3 separate regions of the Mus musculus genome follow, and all the other regions are linked to region 2. Evidence: chromatin contacts called from public Hi-C data. All regions are on one chromosome and are shown on one strand. Each heading gives the region's core, a stretch centred on a gene start, on an enhancer-like site or on the middle of the called end of the contact. The rest is flanking DNA. Distances are from core to core; before and after follow the strand shown.

Region 1 (4,538 bases), core at 1,516-4,015, 130 kb before region 2:
GGAGACTAGGAAATTGGGTTTCCTAGGATGAAGAGTTGGACAAGGAGCAAATGTGGGAGAGGCAGTACAAGGTGGGAGTACATTGTTCACCCTTATTGCAAAAGCAGTGAACTGTTAATTCCCATCATTTTCTGCTAGTCACAGATCAACTATGTGAATGTGGGAAGGAGGGGGTATTGGGCCACTTTGGTAACTGAATACCACATCATTACTTGCTATACATATTAGTGGTTGTTAGACCTATGATTTCATGGCCATGTTTGATAGCATGCTTGCCCACACATAATGAAGAATCTAGCTGCCTTATAAGGTTTATGCCTGATGATAATTTCAACATGAGCTTTTCCTCAGAATTATTATTTTCTTAATTTCTACATCCTTTTGTCTCTACTACAGGGAGATACCGGGCCTCCAGGCCCCCCTGGGCCTCCAGGAGTAGCTGGACCACAGGTCAGTGAATCTCAGTAAACATTGTATATTCTCCTACGTCACTGCTTCATCTAAGTTTGAGGCAAGTACTGCCCAACAGCCTTAACATCTGGGAAGTATGGCTTCAGGTTGTATCTCTAACTTTCTAGTGACCTGGAAAGCTATGTGCAGTCTGCAAGCCTCAGTTTCTCCTCTGCAAACATGTGGTACACATAGTATGATCATCAACAGTACTGAAATGTACTGGATAAGAATGAATTTAGTATCCGATACTTCAACTTCGCGGCATAGAATAAAACAGTGTCCAGAGGAGTGCTAGAACTGAATTATAGGATGATAAAATAACTGGTGATCGATTAAAAAGCAGTGAGCCAAATGTTTCATAAATGTGAGTGAGCTCTGTTACCCTCAAGGGAACACAAGGCCCACACTTAAAGTTAGCTGTGCGAGGCCACAGGGTTGGGAAGAGGCCACCAGGGAGGAAAGAAGCATGATCTCTGCCAACGATCAGGCAGGGAAATGCTCTCTGCTTCTTCATTCATTTATTTCAAGGGGGGGTCACACAACACAGTGAAATGTGGTGCTCAGGGTATGACTTTCGGGAGTCAGGAGTCTCCTTCTACCATATGGGTCCCAAGAATCAAACCCAGGACACCATGCTTGGCAGCAAGCATTTTTACCCACTAAAGCCACCTCATAGTAGCAATTCAGCTATGAGAATGCACAGAGCTGGGTTGGATCATGGCAGATAGACCTACTTCCCACTGTTGCCCCCTTTTGATGCTCAATAGTGAGTCCTCTCTGGCCTCTGTGGCCTCTGTGTTAATAGTGAGGGAGGATTGGTTCTTTGTATCTCTTCCTGTGTTCTGTCTTTATGGAGTGTCACTCTTCTAATAGTGTGGATCACGGGGATTTGAGGTCAGGAGCGAGGCATGGCCTTGGACTCTTGGCTTATGACCTTTGGAGGGTTTCTTAACTTCTCTGCCTTTGTTTTAATGAACAGAGGAGTGTCACCATGACAACTGAAGGTAAAATGCTGTCATCGGTACTTGGTAACTTACAGACTCTCAGTCTGTTTATTGTTCTTCCATCCCCTGGGGTCATAGCCAGAAAGATGGTACATATAAAATCTTAGAGGTGGCCAGAAACCTCAGTAATGAAGTTATAAAAATTGTTTTAATGCAATACCATTGGGAAATTTGAAATGGATATGAAAAACCAAAAAACAAAACAAACAAACAAATAACAAAAGATATAAACAATTGAAACAAAGCCAAGACCAACTCATACATAACTGACGGTCCTCATACCCTTTGGTTAGTCCCAGGTAGTCCGAAGCCCTCTCTGGTTACATTTTGAAAGTCTCTTCATTTTGGATTCTCTCAATTGATTTTAGATTTTTAGAATATTTCTTTGGAATGTGCTTTAATCTTGGGTACTAATTATTTTTTATCAAATTGCTTGGATTGATTAGGTGGCTTTAGTGGGTAAAAATGCTTGCTGCTAAGCGTGGTGTCCTGGGTTTGATTCTTGGGACCCATATGGTAGAAGGAGACTCCTGACTCCCGAAAGTCATATCCTGAGCACCACATTTCACTGTGTTGTGTGACTCCCTCGAAATAAATGAATGAATAAATGTAAAACAAAAATTTCAAAGGTGAATTTTTGCCTTGCCTCAGACCCAGCCCTTCAATATGGTGTTGTCTTGTGTTTGATTTATGTTTATTTTGTGTATGTAAGTATTTTGCCTGGATGTAAGTAAGTACACCGCATGTATGAAGGACCTGTAGAGCCTAGAAGAGGTCACTAGATCCTCTGGACCTAGAGATACAGATAGTTGTAAGATGTCATTTAAATACTGCAAGTTGAGCCCAGGTCCTCTGCATGAACAGCCAGAACTCCCAGAGCTGCATATCACTACAATCACAAAGCAATAAACCAAACAAGGTAAACGTAGGTGGTCTGACCATAACCAGAAGATGGGTCATGAGAAGAACTATCTAGATCTCTTAGGCCCTGCCAGGCAGGTTCAAATGCTGATCGTTTGTGATCCATACATATACTTGGTCAAGATTTAGATGGTTTTGATGCAGTTAAAGAATTTGGCTTCAAAAACTGACGTTATTTGTTTTCCTTGAACGCAGACCTGGCGATTTGGCCAAGGGCAGTTTTACATTGAACAGTACCAACAAAGTCACATCATTGAATGTGCTCCTGCTCAGTGCACATAAGGCTCCCTCTCTGATTCTGCAAGGAAGGCTCATGCATTCCCCTGGAGAGCTCTGAGAAATGATGTCAGCTGTTTCTTAGTTGACCTTTACTGCCATTGTTCTGACTGCCAGGCTTAGCCTCTGACAAGAAGCTGCCTTTATCTAGAGAAACAAAAGTGAATCAATCAAGCCAGTGTACTCCCTGCATTGGAAACAGACAATTTTCTCTGTCATCTCTACCCAGCAGGAAGCACTAATGTTTTGGGATGGTGTATCCATTCCTGTTCTCTTATTATTCACTCCAAGGGAGGGTGTTCTTTAAATATTTTGAAAGAGCTATGGCCAGAAAAAGAACAAAGTGCTGTGTTGGAAAGCCAGGGCTCTTGTTCCTCCAGTAGATAACTGGTGGTGATCTTGAAAAATCTTTGGGGCTCAGAGACAAGGCCTACAATAGAAGTATTCTAAGGGCAAGGCTATCACCTACGTGATATGGCCTCCTATAATACTGAACATGATCCTGTGAGGGAAAGTGTTTCATTTTATAGATAAGGAATCTAGAGTTTAGGAAGACAAGATGCCAGAAATCAAGGCTGAAGATAGTACAGCTGAAGTTGACCTACAAGTCCATAGTTCACCATACTTCTAGCTACTCTAATAGCGACACCCGTACCAGCACCTAGAACAGCTCCCATTGGAGACCCCTACTCCTTCTTTGTGGCCTGCAGCAAGACTACTGGGATAAAAACCTATCCTTGTTACCATGTACTGTTGATGAGTGATGGAGGACTTGATGCCTCCTCTGAGAACTCGCAGGCTGTTGTCTTGGTTCTTGGTGTCCAGTTTCTCTGCTTTTCACTTGTCCCATGGAGATCTGTTTATAAAAAGATAAAGAGTGAAAGGGTATATTCTATGGAGGGGTAGTCAGATATGGGGGAAAAGGATGCCTTGGTGGACCCATGCCAAGCTATCCCTTTCCCCTGAGGGACCAGCCATACGATGGTATAGTATAGAATAGAGTTTATTCAGGGTATGAGTTATGAGGGGAGTTAAGAGGGTAATAGAGGCAGAGATAGGCAGAGAGAGGGAGAGAAAGTAGAGAAGAATAGAGGCCTGCCATAGCCATGGGCGTGAGCACATTGGAGAGATGGGGAAGAGAATGGGGAAGGCAGGGGGGAAGGAAAGAGCCCAAGAGAGCAAGAGAACAAGAGATCAAGAGAGCAAGGAGGGGGCAAGCAGCCCCTTTTATAGTGGGTTAGGCCTACCTGGCTGTTGCCAGGTAACTGTAGAGAGGAGCATACCTGGCTGTTGCCAGGTAACTGTAGAGAGGAGCATACCTGGCTGTTGCCAGGTAACTGGAGGTGGAGCTTAGACAGAATGTTAACACGTAGCACTTTCCACAAAACAGACTTGTTTCTTCCTTGTGTATCCTTGCCCACCAAACGTTATCTTTGCAAAATTTCTGAGCACAAAGATGTGTTAGTCGGCAGAAAATGTTCCATTGGATAGAGAAGCAATGACCACTGTTAGCATCCTTTGGTCACTGAGGACTTTGAGTGTTCTCTGGTCTCCCTGCATTGCCCAGAAGGACTGGCTCCTTGGTTTGCAACTGTGACTCAGTATCTGGCAAGCATTTCCTGTGATTCATCCTTCATGCCTCTATGTAGAGTCTGTCTGCAAAAGGTGGAGGTGGGGCTGCGGAGCTTAGCACCATGGATAGTTTCAGAGCTTCCATCCTGGTTTTAGAAACTACAGGGGCAGGGCTTAGGGACTGTGTGCTGTGATGTTTGCCAACCTTGTAAAGGAAGAACAGGGAAAAAGATGGCAGTCTGGTGACAACCCTGGGAGCATGGGTTTCTGCATTTAGCTGTAAGAGCTTCTCTTGCTTGGTAATGATGATGG
Region 2 (4,864 bases), core at 1,696-4,195:
TCATTTGCATGCATTGTCCAGTTGTCAGATCTTGAGAATTATCTTAGTTTTATCCCTTGTTGCTTTGATAAAACACCCTGATAAAAACAACTTAGGGTACAAAGGGCTTATTTTAGCTCACAGTTCTGCTATTGCCCATCATAGCATGGAAGTCAAATAAGGAGAGCTCGAGGGAGTTGATAAAAATCACATCCACAGTTAGTAGCTGAGAACAATCCTCTGCCTAGGCAATGGTGTCACCCACAGTGAGTAGGTTTCCCTGCCTAGGTAATGATGCCACCCACAGTGGGCAGGTCTCTCTGCCTAGGCAATGGTGCCAGCCACAGTGATCAGGTCTCCCCACCATAATTAACATAATCAAGGAAAAGTTCCCCAGATTTAGAAGATTCCTCAGTGGCATTCTCTTCCCAGGTGCTTCTAGATTGAGTCAGGTTAACAAAAATCACACAAATGCACCAGCTAAGGAGTGGGTGGGTCCATCTAGAAGGAGGATCTAATATCAGGGGATGGTTAGATGCAGATGCCATCCACTCAAGCCAAGAGACTTATGACTGTCATAACAGTTGATGATGGGTATATTTTAAGAGAAGGGGTTTTACAGAAATAATTGATAATGTCATTTTGCCACAAAGGGGACAGCAGTAGGCTTGATGATGTATCTGATTAGAATGTATGTCATATTACCTGTGCACACACACACTATGTAATTATTTTTCTTTGGTTCCGAAGTTTAAAAGTTTCACAAAGGTTAAACATGGTGATACTAGTCTGCAGTGCAGTCCTCTGGAGATAGAAGTAAGAAGATCAAGAGTTCAAGATCAGTCTTGGCAGCATAGGAAGTCTGAGGGCAGGATGGATTAGATGAGATCCGCTCTCTCCCACCATAAAAGTGTTTTACATATAGTGCTTTGTCTTATTCCCACTCCAAACTTGGCATTCAGTTCTCTCTCAGCCTCACTTGCCTTAGCTATTTCTCCTAGTTTCTTATCTAGCTCCCCACACCCAGTGCATTTCTATGCCAATACAATACAAGAAAATATACATTTTCCTGGGTGTTTTCTCCTTGATCCACGAGAGCTACTCTGTTTGAAACGTTATTCTGTACTTTGTTTTCATCACATAACATATCATGGAACTTTCCCGTCTAGATTCTTGAAACATGTTTGTTCCAATGCAGGGGAACAATAATCCCAGCATACTACTCTGCTAGGGATCAGGAAGTCCAAGCGAAAGCGGTAAGAGGCTTGCTTTGACTTTCCAAAGTAAGGTTACGTAGAACTGAAATGCAAATACACGTCATCGGATTTTAATCATATTTCAAGGGCAAATATTTGCAAAAGAACAACACTCATCTTCCCTGATGGAGAAGCAAATAATCCTTTATTCGTCATTCTCCCAGTATTTACTGGGATTCGCATTGTTCCGGGCTTGGCTGGATGCTGTGAAGAGGATCAGCAAAGCAGATGGGTCATTTGCTCTGGTCTCTGTGCCAACAGCACCTTCAGAACTTGACATTCACTGCCACAGTAGCCAAGTAGGCAATCTTCTTCCCATGATGACCAACCCTTCCCCTTGCTTAAGTGCCTTCTGTGTCCCACTGTGTTCAAAGTCAACTTTGTCTTGGCTCCTCCAGTCCAAGCTCTTGTCTCACCTTCCCTAGTGCCCTCCGTTCTAGTCACTCTGGGTGTTCCCTGTGGATAAAAGGACAAAATAAAATCAAACGGTCCTGTTTATCTAGTTTGGGGCGGGGGTGGGGTGGGGGTGCCTGCCCCTTTCATGTGGGAATATTCTTCCCCATTCATTACCATCACCTCTGGCTATACTTGCACCTTCTTCCAAGTGTCTTTCCTTCACCCCATGTGAACTACTGCAGCCTAGTCTAATAGACAGAACACTCAGCTTCCAAATTCTAGCACTGGTTCCACTTTTAAGGCTGCTCTGTCACCTGTAACAAGTAGGACACAAGAACTTCTTGACACTGTCATAGTGAGATGATGTATTCCCAAGCAAACTGCCCGCTGAAGAATGGCTAGTAGATGTGAGTTGCCTTATGTTTTCTCATTGTTGTCATTTTTTTCCCATGGATCAAGTTGGCATACCTCTGAACCCTTAGTGTTTAGCATGAAGAACATCTGTAAATGATGAATGGGCTGTTGCTCAATGACCATTGCACATTTAGTAGTGGTAGTATGGGTCACTTCCAGCTTTCAGACTACTTATTTATTTAGGTGTGTACTTGTTGCATCACCAACTTCTCCCAAGTTTAATACCTCTCTCCCCTGGGGTCTGAAAGAAACCTTTCCTTCTAACTGCATCGCTATCTTGGCTCTGGAGGACAATCTCCGCGCGGAGACTGAGCATGCTCCTGGCCAGGTTGGGCTGGTTGAGGACAGACTTCTTTGGCCCAGCATCTTGCGCCCTCCACAGGCCGGGCGGGCTGGCAGGAGAGCCTATGAGCGGGCGGGGTTTGGCCGCAGGGCAGCCTGGCGCGCCTAGACTCTTCTGGCGGACAGAGGTGGGGGACGCTAGCGGCGCCTCCCAGCTAGTCGCGCAATCTACCGCGGTGCACCGAGGCTGCAGGGGCAGAGCTGAGCGGCAGGGAGGGCTTTCTAGGCCTTGAGCGCGCTCTCTGTGTTGTTGTAGTCTGGCCTTAGGTTCTGGCGTGGGAAGGAGAGCAAGGGCGCTGGAGGAGAGACCCAGCCACGGCCCAAGTAGAGGCTCCCAGTCTTCTCCTAGGCGGGGGAAGAATTCCCTTAACCACATTCACAACCTTGCCTCGGGCACCTTAGCTCGGGCTGCCAGGAGGCCGCGGTGGCCGGGCAGCTGTTGCACCAAGAGGGGGCAGCTGCGGAGTTCCATAACCATAGCAACCGCATCAGCACCACGGCGGCAGTGGCGGCGGCGGCGGCGGTGAGGGCAGCATCCGCTTGCTCCTCCTCCAGTCAGCCTCTCGGTAGAGACCTGAGACAGCTCGCAGGTGCCGCCACCGACTCCTTGGTCCGCCCACAGTCGCTGCCGGTGTTGGCTGCTGGAGAAGGAGACCAGAAGAGAGCGGGACCAGAGCTGGAACAGGGCCCTAGGAGGTGAGAGAGAGAGCCCTGCAGTGGGAGACAGGTAGGTGAGAACGCTGTGGGGGTCACCAGCTGTAAAACTCTTTCTGTGGCAGTGACGTTTCTGGAAGCGTGGTTGCTAGTTGGATGGCTTTCTATTACTGAGTAGAGATTCTTCCGCGATTTTTTTAAAAAATATATCTTTCTCTATTTTCCCCTCAGATATCTCTGCCCTCTGATCTTGCCCCACTTCTGGGCAAAGCTTAGAGACAAGAAGGACCATTAAATGTGATTGTGTGAATGTGGTGGTCCTAAGGGGCTTATTTAGACCTGTTCAGGTCCTCTGAGCCACTGAACCCAGGACAGGCTCAAAAGAAGACCTTGTGGAGGTGGAGGGGCTATGGTCTCTGTTCTATGTGGGGCAAAGCTGACTCAGAGACCATCTCTTTGGAGGGTGGAGAGCACCGTAGTTCATCTGTGGCATGGAAAGGGGCTATAACACACAGTAGCTCTTTATATGTATAGCAGTCTTTAAAAAACAACCACTGCAGGGGGTGTTTAGACCAGGTAGTAGTAACTCTTAAGGTTTGGGGTATGCCCAGAGTTTACTATTCTATAGATAAGATGTTTTGGTCATTGGGGGATTGGATGTTAACAGAAATAAAATTTTAACCAGAATGGAGATAAGAACACCACCCCCATTCTCTTCACCTACTTTTTCCTCCCTCTCTGATGCCAGCAAAACAAACACTGTATGGTGTTAGAGACACCCTCTGTCTGGCCCTTGGCTACTAAAGAACTATCCTACTTTCAGACAGATGGGGAAGAGAACTCCACTTCAATCCCTCATATAATCTAGGAGGGCAATCTTTTCCACTGGGCTCCAAAGCTCTTAATGTTAAATTTGTTTTAAACCCTGGGTGCACCTGATGTATGACGGACTGTTATCTGCATCTTTGGGCTATAGTGAGGGCTGGAGATTGGCACATGATTTAATCCAGTTCTGCTGGGAGAAGAACACCAGAAGACCCGAGGAGAGGGAGGTGCGTTAGCTGAGTAATTTGATTCAAAAGCTTTTCATAGACTTTAGCAGATTTCTGAAGAATTTCCAGGATGGATAGCCACTGCCTGTGAAAGGATTCTCCTTTTATATCTTAGCCCCAGGGGACTGTGGTAAGTCCCAGTTAAAAGGGTATGTTCTTTAATTGGGCTTTTAATTTATGATGTAGTTATGTTACCCAAGAGGATGTGATCTAGCCAGCATTTCATCTGGGGATTTATACCACAGCGAGGACAATATATTATAGCAAAATGCTATACTGTAGTGTAGAGGAAAGAGGGCAAGATTCTGGAGTCAGAAACAAACAGGTCTGAACTCTGGTTTCATCATACCTGTTGTATGACCTTGAATTGCTCCTGTCTTGTTGGGATGTTTTTTTCTCTATAGAATGTGATTCTAGCAACCCTTAGAGTTTGCTAAGCTCTCATAACAATAAAATTTAATGGCAGAGGATGCAAATGTGGTGGGATTTTAAAGTCTTATGTATGACTAATGCAATTTTAAGAAAGTCATTTTCTAAAGGAAAAAAAATCTCAGATTAACAAGGCATTTCACAGGTATCACCTATGGAAAGAGTGGAACTCTTAGTCAGTGAGTTGTGACTGGGATATTGTCTTGTTCCAGAGATACCTGGGCAATATAAAGAGGGCTTTATTGGGGGGAAACACTGAGTGTCCTCCTTGTTTGTTGCTGCTGAAGGTCAAGAGCTAGCTTTGCCATGGAAGGCAGTGCTCCTCTCTCTCTTGAAAACAGT
Region 3 (4,503 bases), core at 1,498-3,997, 120 kb after region 2:
GAACAGCAATGCCTGTCTTAGTGAAGCCCTACCCACTACAATAAAAAGCATTTCTGACCAAAGTTAGGGGAAGAATTGGTATAAACATAAATATTTATAAGGCAGCTTAACAATATGATGTTTTAGGAAAAAAAAAAACTGTAGTAGAAGAGTCTCCCTTGGTGCTCAAGAATCCCATAGCTATGAGTTTTGGCTCTCTTTGCAGGACCAGGCTTGAATATGGAAGAGGCTTCAATTTCTCAAACTGTTTTGGTGGGTCAATACTTCAGCATTTAATCATATTTTAATACCTTATTCATTCATATACTCCCACCACTTAGCTTATTCATAATATGTCTCTGGAGGACTTAGACTCAGAGAGTCAATATTATATTTATTATGACGTATGTGGAAACACTACAATTATAAAGATTGCACACTTGACTTTAGGATGTTTACCAACCTAAAGAAAGAGAGAAAAACATACATGATATGTGATAAGTTATCACCAAAACAGGCATGTAGGGTACCAGGAAATGATGCAAAAGGGATAATCCAATCTGTAGGCAAGAGCGAGAGAAGCTTTCATGACATAAATTGTATCAGACTGTCAGTTGAAGCATGACTGGGGTTAGTATCTAGGAGAATCTAACAAGGCAAGAACAGAGTGGCTCTGATGTCAGGGAGATGATCCAGTCCAAGACTAATGACGACAATTTATGAAGAAGGAAAACAGGGAGTGGGTTATGGAGGTGAAAGGCGTTTCCACCTCCTCTTCCTTATCCTCTTCCTTATCTTCCCCTTTATCTCTTCTTCTTCCTCTACCTCTTCTTCCTCTTCATCTACTTCTTCCTCTTCTTCCTCCTCTTCCTCCTCCTCTTCTTCAACTTAGGCTATAGGGTACTGGTAATATTATCAGGTGTTATGAGTAGTTTCTATTCTCTTTGATAATTGTAAAATTTTAAAGAGTGAGGATCTGATTTTGCCATCTTTAAGTGTCCCTGTTCCCAGTAATGCCTGAAGTACAGTAAAAGTGAAGTTCTAGCTTATGCTGCTTTTTTTCCCCTCCTTCAATTACAGACAGAGTCTTCTAGATCTTCATTAAATGGTGCTAATACAGGGAGGACGAATTCTATCCTCTCATGTTTAAATCACCAGCACCTGAAGTGTGGCTTGTTGGCTGCAGTGCCACCAACCCCTGAGAACTTTTTAAAAATCCAACTCATATCCACTGTCTTAGACCTTCTGAGCCTGAATCACAGGAAACCACAATCTAGCCTGTTTTCTGAGTGTTTCTGCTTGGAATAAGCAGGGGGTACTGTTAATAGCCTTTTTTTTATGAAAATCTTAACCCTGGACATTGACCTAGGACTAGAATTACCTGGAGAGCTTAAACTATCCCCCTCCCCATGCTAACTAAGCCCAACTAGAGTAGCACTAAGCAGTTCACAGTTTTCAAAGGTCCCCAGATAAATCCTCAGCTTTCAGATGGTTGATTGGATTTGTAAGAAGAGTCTATTTGCCTTTCTTGCTATTCTCTTTGACCTGAGAACTGTGCTGTTTCATCTACCAAATGTCTTTGAATATCCTTCTGTTGTGGAAACTGCAGACACTCTTCAGCTTGCTTTCAGAATGCTACTGGGCACAAGAAGGCAGCAGACAAGCTCTTATTTTATAGAGAGCAGCAATGTTCTAAGGAATAATTTATATAGATAATAATAGAGGAATGGGGCCAGGCAGTGGTGGTGCATGCCTTTAATCCCAGCACTTGGGAGGCAGAGGCAGGCAGATTTCTGAGTTTGAGGCCAGCCTGGTCTACAAAGTGAGTTCCAGGACAGCCAGGGCTACATAGAGAAACCCTGTCTTGAAAAAACAAACAAAAATAACAATAATAGAGGAATGGTTAATTACAAGACCCATTCTGTTCATACCTGTCTATCATCTATGTATATTTTTAGCCCATTTATACCTGAAAGAGAGAAAAATGTTCACTATTTTTTTTTATTTTAATGTTTCAAGATACTTATTTTCAAAACAGATCATAACACTTACGCTTTTGGACACTGTTGCGGGATGAACTGCAAATGCTTACTCAGCATCTCAGGGGCACAGTTAAATATCCTGTTTGAAAGGTGAAGAAAATGCATATGAAACAAATATTCAAAGTTTCCATAGAAACAGAGAAAAGCATGGCCACTATTTTCTGGCCTTCCATATGGCTACATTTGTGCCAACTTTATTCTAACAAAGACACTTTCAAAACAAGTATTAAGTTAAAAATTTCCATATGCAGCGTCCCTAATGAAAGATAAATTTGCAGGTAACAGTGGCAACAAATGCAAACCCTCATTTACAATGTGAACAATTGAGATGGACCTAATATTTGTTATTTAAAAGAAATTCAAACTTCACTTCTAAGTCTTATTTCTCAAAGGTTTTTCAGTCAGTCTGGTTTTCCTTCTGAGTTATATTTTTCACCATTTGATGTTCAGATTCGTCTCTTGTCTTTCCTCAACCCCTTTCCTTTATCTTATTTTAAAGATGTCTCTTCAGAGGTTTTAGATGAATAACTTCACACAAAGGATGTATAATCAGTTTTGTCAGATCTGGCATAGCCGTTCAATTGCTCACAGCCCTGTTAGGATGGAAATCCCCTTTGAACAAATACACCTGCCACTTTTATGCTGAACTCAAATGCTGAGTTTATAGGTCTAGTGATCCTAGGGAGAAAAATGCCATCTTGTGTTTCTGCCCGATGTTTCCCATTGCTACCTAATGCCCAGCGACAGCCAGTCCCCCTGTGAAATTAGCTAACTGGCCCTGATATGCTTTAATAGACTTTGAAATACAATTATCTTTGCTTGCCAGAGATCATCTAATTGATTTGTCTGGTTCTGTCAGAAACAATCTTGTTTTAACTTCCTTTATTAATCTGTATTGAGATTCTTTTCATTCTGTCCCACACTTTTGAGAGGGTATGAGGATTATTCAGGTTTGAGAAAACCATTGAATACCCATGTCTTTTTAGGAAAAGGGGTAGTGGTAGGAGCATAGTGAAGGCAAACTAGAGTAAAGTTCCCAGGCCTCCTCACAGTAAGACACTGCAGAAGCTTGGAGATCCCTGCACATGGTCAGACTCTCTGCAGAAGTGATGGACTTAGTACTTCATTCCAGTCAGGTCTGTGATTTTCAGTTTAAGATGAAAAAATGCATTTCCCCAATTTTCTTTAAACCAATTTGATTTTTCAGTATGTATTACTCTTGGTCAGGCATAAGAGTATAGCTAAGTGTCAAAATCTCTGATTTTTTTTTCTAAAATGGTGTAATCATTATTTTAATAAAGTTTGATCACTCTCCATGAAATGTCATTATTATCTCTGTGAGGACTGACCTGAATTCAGTCATCTGTGTCCTTATACACATGGGCTTTGTGGGTTATTTATTTTATTTTTTTACAGCAAATCCATATAGATAATAATAATGCCCCAGGCTTGTTTTTACCTTATTTGCTTTTTAATCTGTGACTTCATGAACCTGCTGCTTTGAGCCTTTTATCCTCTTAACCCCTGGTGAGGACATACTCAGCAGGTGTGTAAAGCAAAGAGTTCTGCAGGGAAGGAAATGTTGAACTGCAGGGGTGGAGAAAGCTGCCTGTGAGCTCAGAGCCACCCAGAGGGCCCAATTACCCCCTGGTGGAATCAAAGAAAAGCAGAATGCCTCTGGGACTTTCACTGGCACTCAGTGAGTCTCACCCACTTCTCTTTAACATTTTATTCTTATATATTAATTGTTTTTGCATTACAAATGCGGTTATGTACATGCAGCAGAGAACACACAGAGGATAACTTGTTAAAAATGAGTCTCTCCTTTCTCATTATTGAGGCAAGGTCCCTCTATTTGTTTCTACCATGCTGTGTACTCCATGAGCTTGATGATTCTTCTGTCTCTGCTCCCATCTCCAGCTCTTGATTACAGATGCACACCATAGCATCCAGATTTTTTCAAGGCCAAACTCAGGTTATTAGGTTATTAGGTTATCAGGCTTGTGTCCAAGTGCATTTTCCTGCTGGGCCAACTTGCCAGCCTTCAAATAGATCTATTAAGTAGAATGAAATGCATATGGCCTTGGGGACAGTGAAGTACACAAGAGAACATTTAAGAATGGGAGTGTTGGCTATAGTACCTCTAATTTCCAGTAGCTGGGACCTGTGGTCAAGGTGCTAACTTCTCTGTTTGATTTCATCCTTGCCTATCTTTATTATATGCTAATGAATGTTTATAAATTACATAGGAAAACTGAGATCAGGTTTTGCAGAACTAGCCAAGAGAGCCTTACCTACCAGTAGTTCTGACTTAATTCTGAACCAAGCATCTTCACTGGGGAGTGTCATAGATGGAAACCCCACTGTCCTGCTTAGGGTTTGAGTCCAGTTTTCTTACAGCATCTAAAGTAGGTGCTTCATACCCAGAATTAGAAATTCCTCAAAAAAGGCATTCTTATCCATGGAAAACCCAACAACGTGA

The links. Hi-C and Micro-C count contacts between places; a contact is called where the count stands out from the background.
Region 1: a Hi-C map of neural stem cells shows a contact between it and region 2, with 2.7 times the contacts expected there. The contact joins the enhancer-like site here to the promoter of Fam135b in region 2. A contact is called at or near these places in 1 of 39 promoter capture datasets (neural stem cells), 4 of 484 Hi-C or Micro-C datasets (the N1E-115 cell line, cortical neurons and neural stem cells) and 1 of 9 other capture datasets (pancreatic islet).
Region 3: a Hi-C map of the N1E-115 cell line shows a contact between it and region 2, with 5 times the contacts expected there. The contact joins the enhancer-like site here to the promoter of Fam135b in region 2. A contact is called at or near these places in 1 of 39 promoter capture datasets (hippocampal neurons), 2 of 484 Hi-C or Micro-C datasets (the N1E-115 cell line and nephron progenitors) and 1 of 9 other capture datasets (liver).

Annotation. Positions count from the first base shown.
Region 1 is chr15:71,853,163-71,857,700 of GRCm38.p6, reverse strand. It overlaps Col22a1 (collagen, type XXII, alpha 1), which reads left to right. Exons shown (of 64, transcript NM_027174.1): 46 at 397-450. Among named protein-coding and RNA genes, the nearest start is that of Fam135b, 130 kb to the right of the region's middle. Within about 2 kb of position 2,765, at least 40 of the 459 cell types and tissues checked have an H3K27ac peak or open chromatin away from gene starts, as enhancers often do. A contact at or near this core is called in the N1E-115 cell line and neural stem cells, where this site is marked.
Region 2 is chr15:71,725,919-71,730,782 of GRCm38.p6, reverse strand. Fam135b (family with sequence similarity 135, member B) reads left to right here and starts at 2,945. Exons shown (of 20, transcript NM_177819.3): 1 at 2,945-3,114.
Region 3 is chr15:71,609,030-71,613,532 of GRCm38.p6, reverse strand. All of the region lies in intron 2 of Fam135b (family with sequence similarity 135, member B), which reads left to right. Among named protein-coding and RNA genes, the nearest start is that of Fam135b, 120 kb to the left of the region's middle. Within about 2 kb of position 2,747, at least 2 of the 459 cell types and tissues checked have an H3K27ac peak or open chromatin away from gene starts, as enhancers often do. A contact at or near this core is called in the N1E-115 cell line, where this site is marked.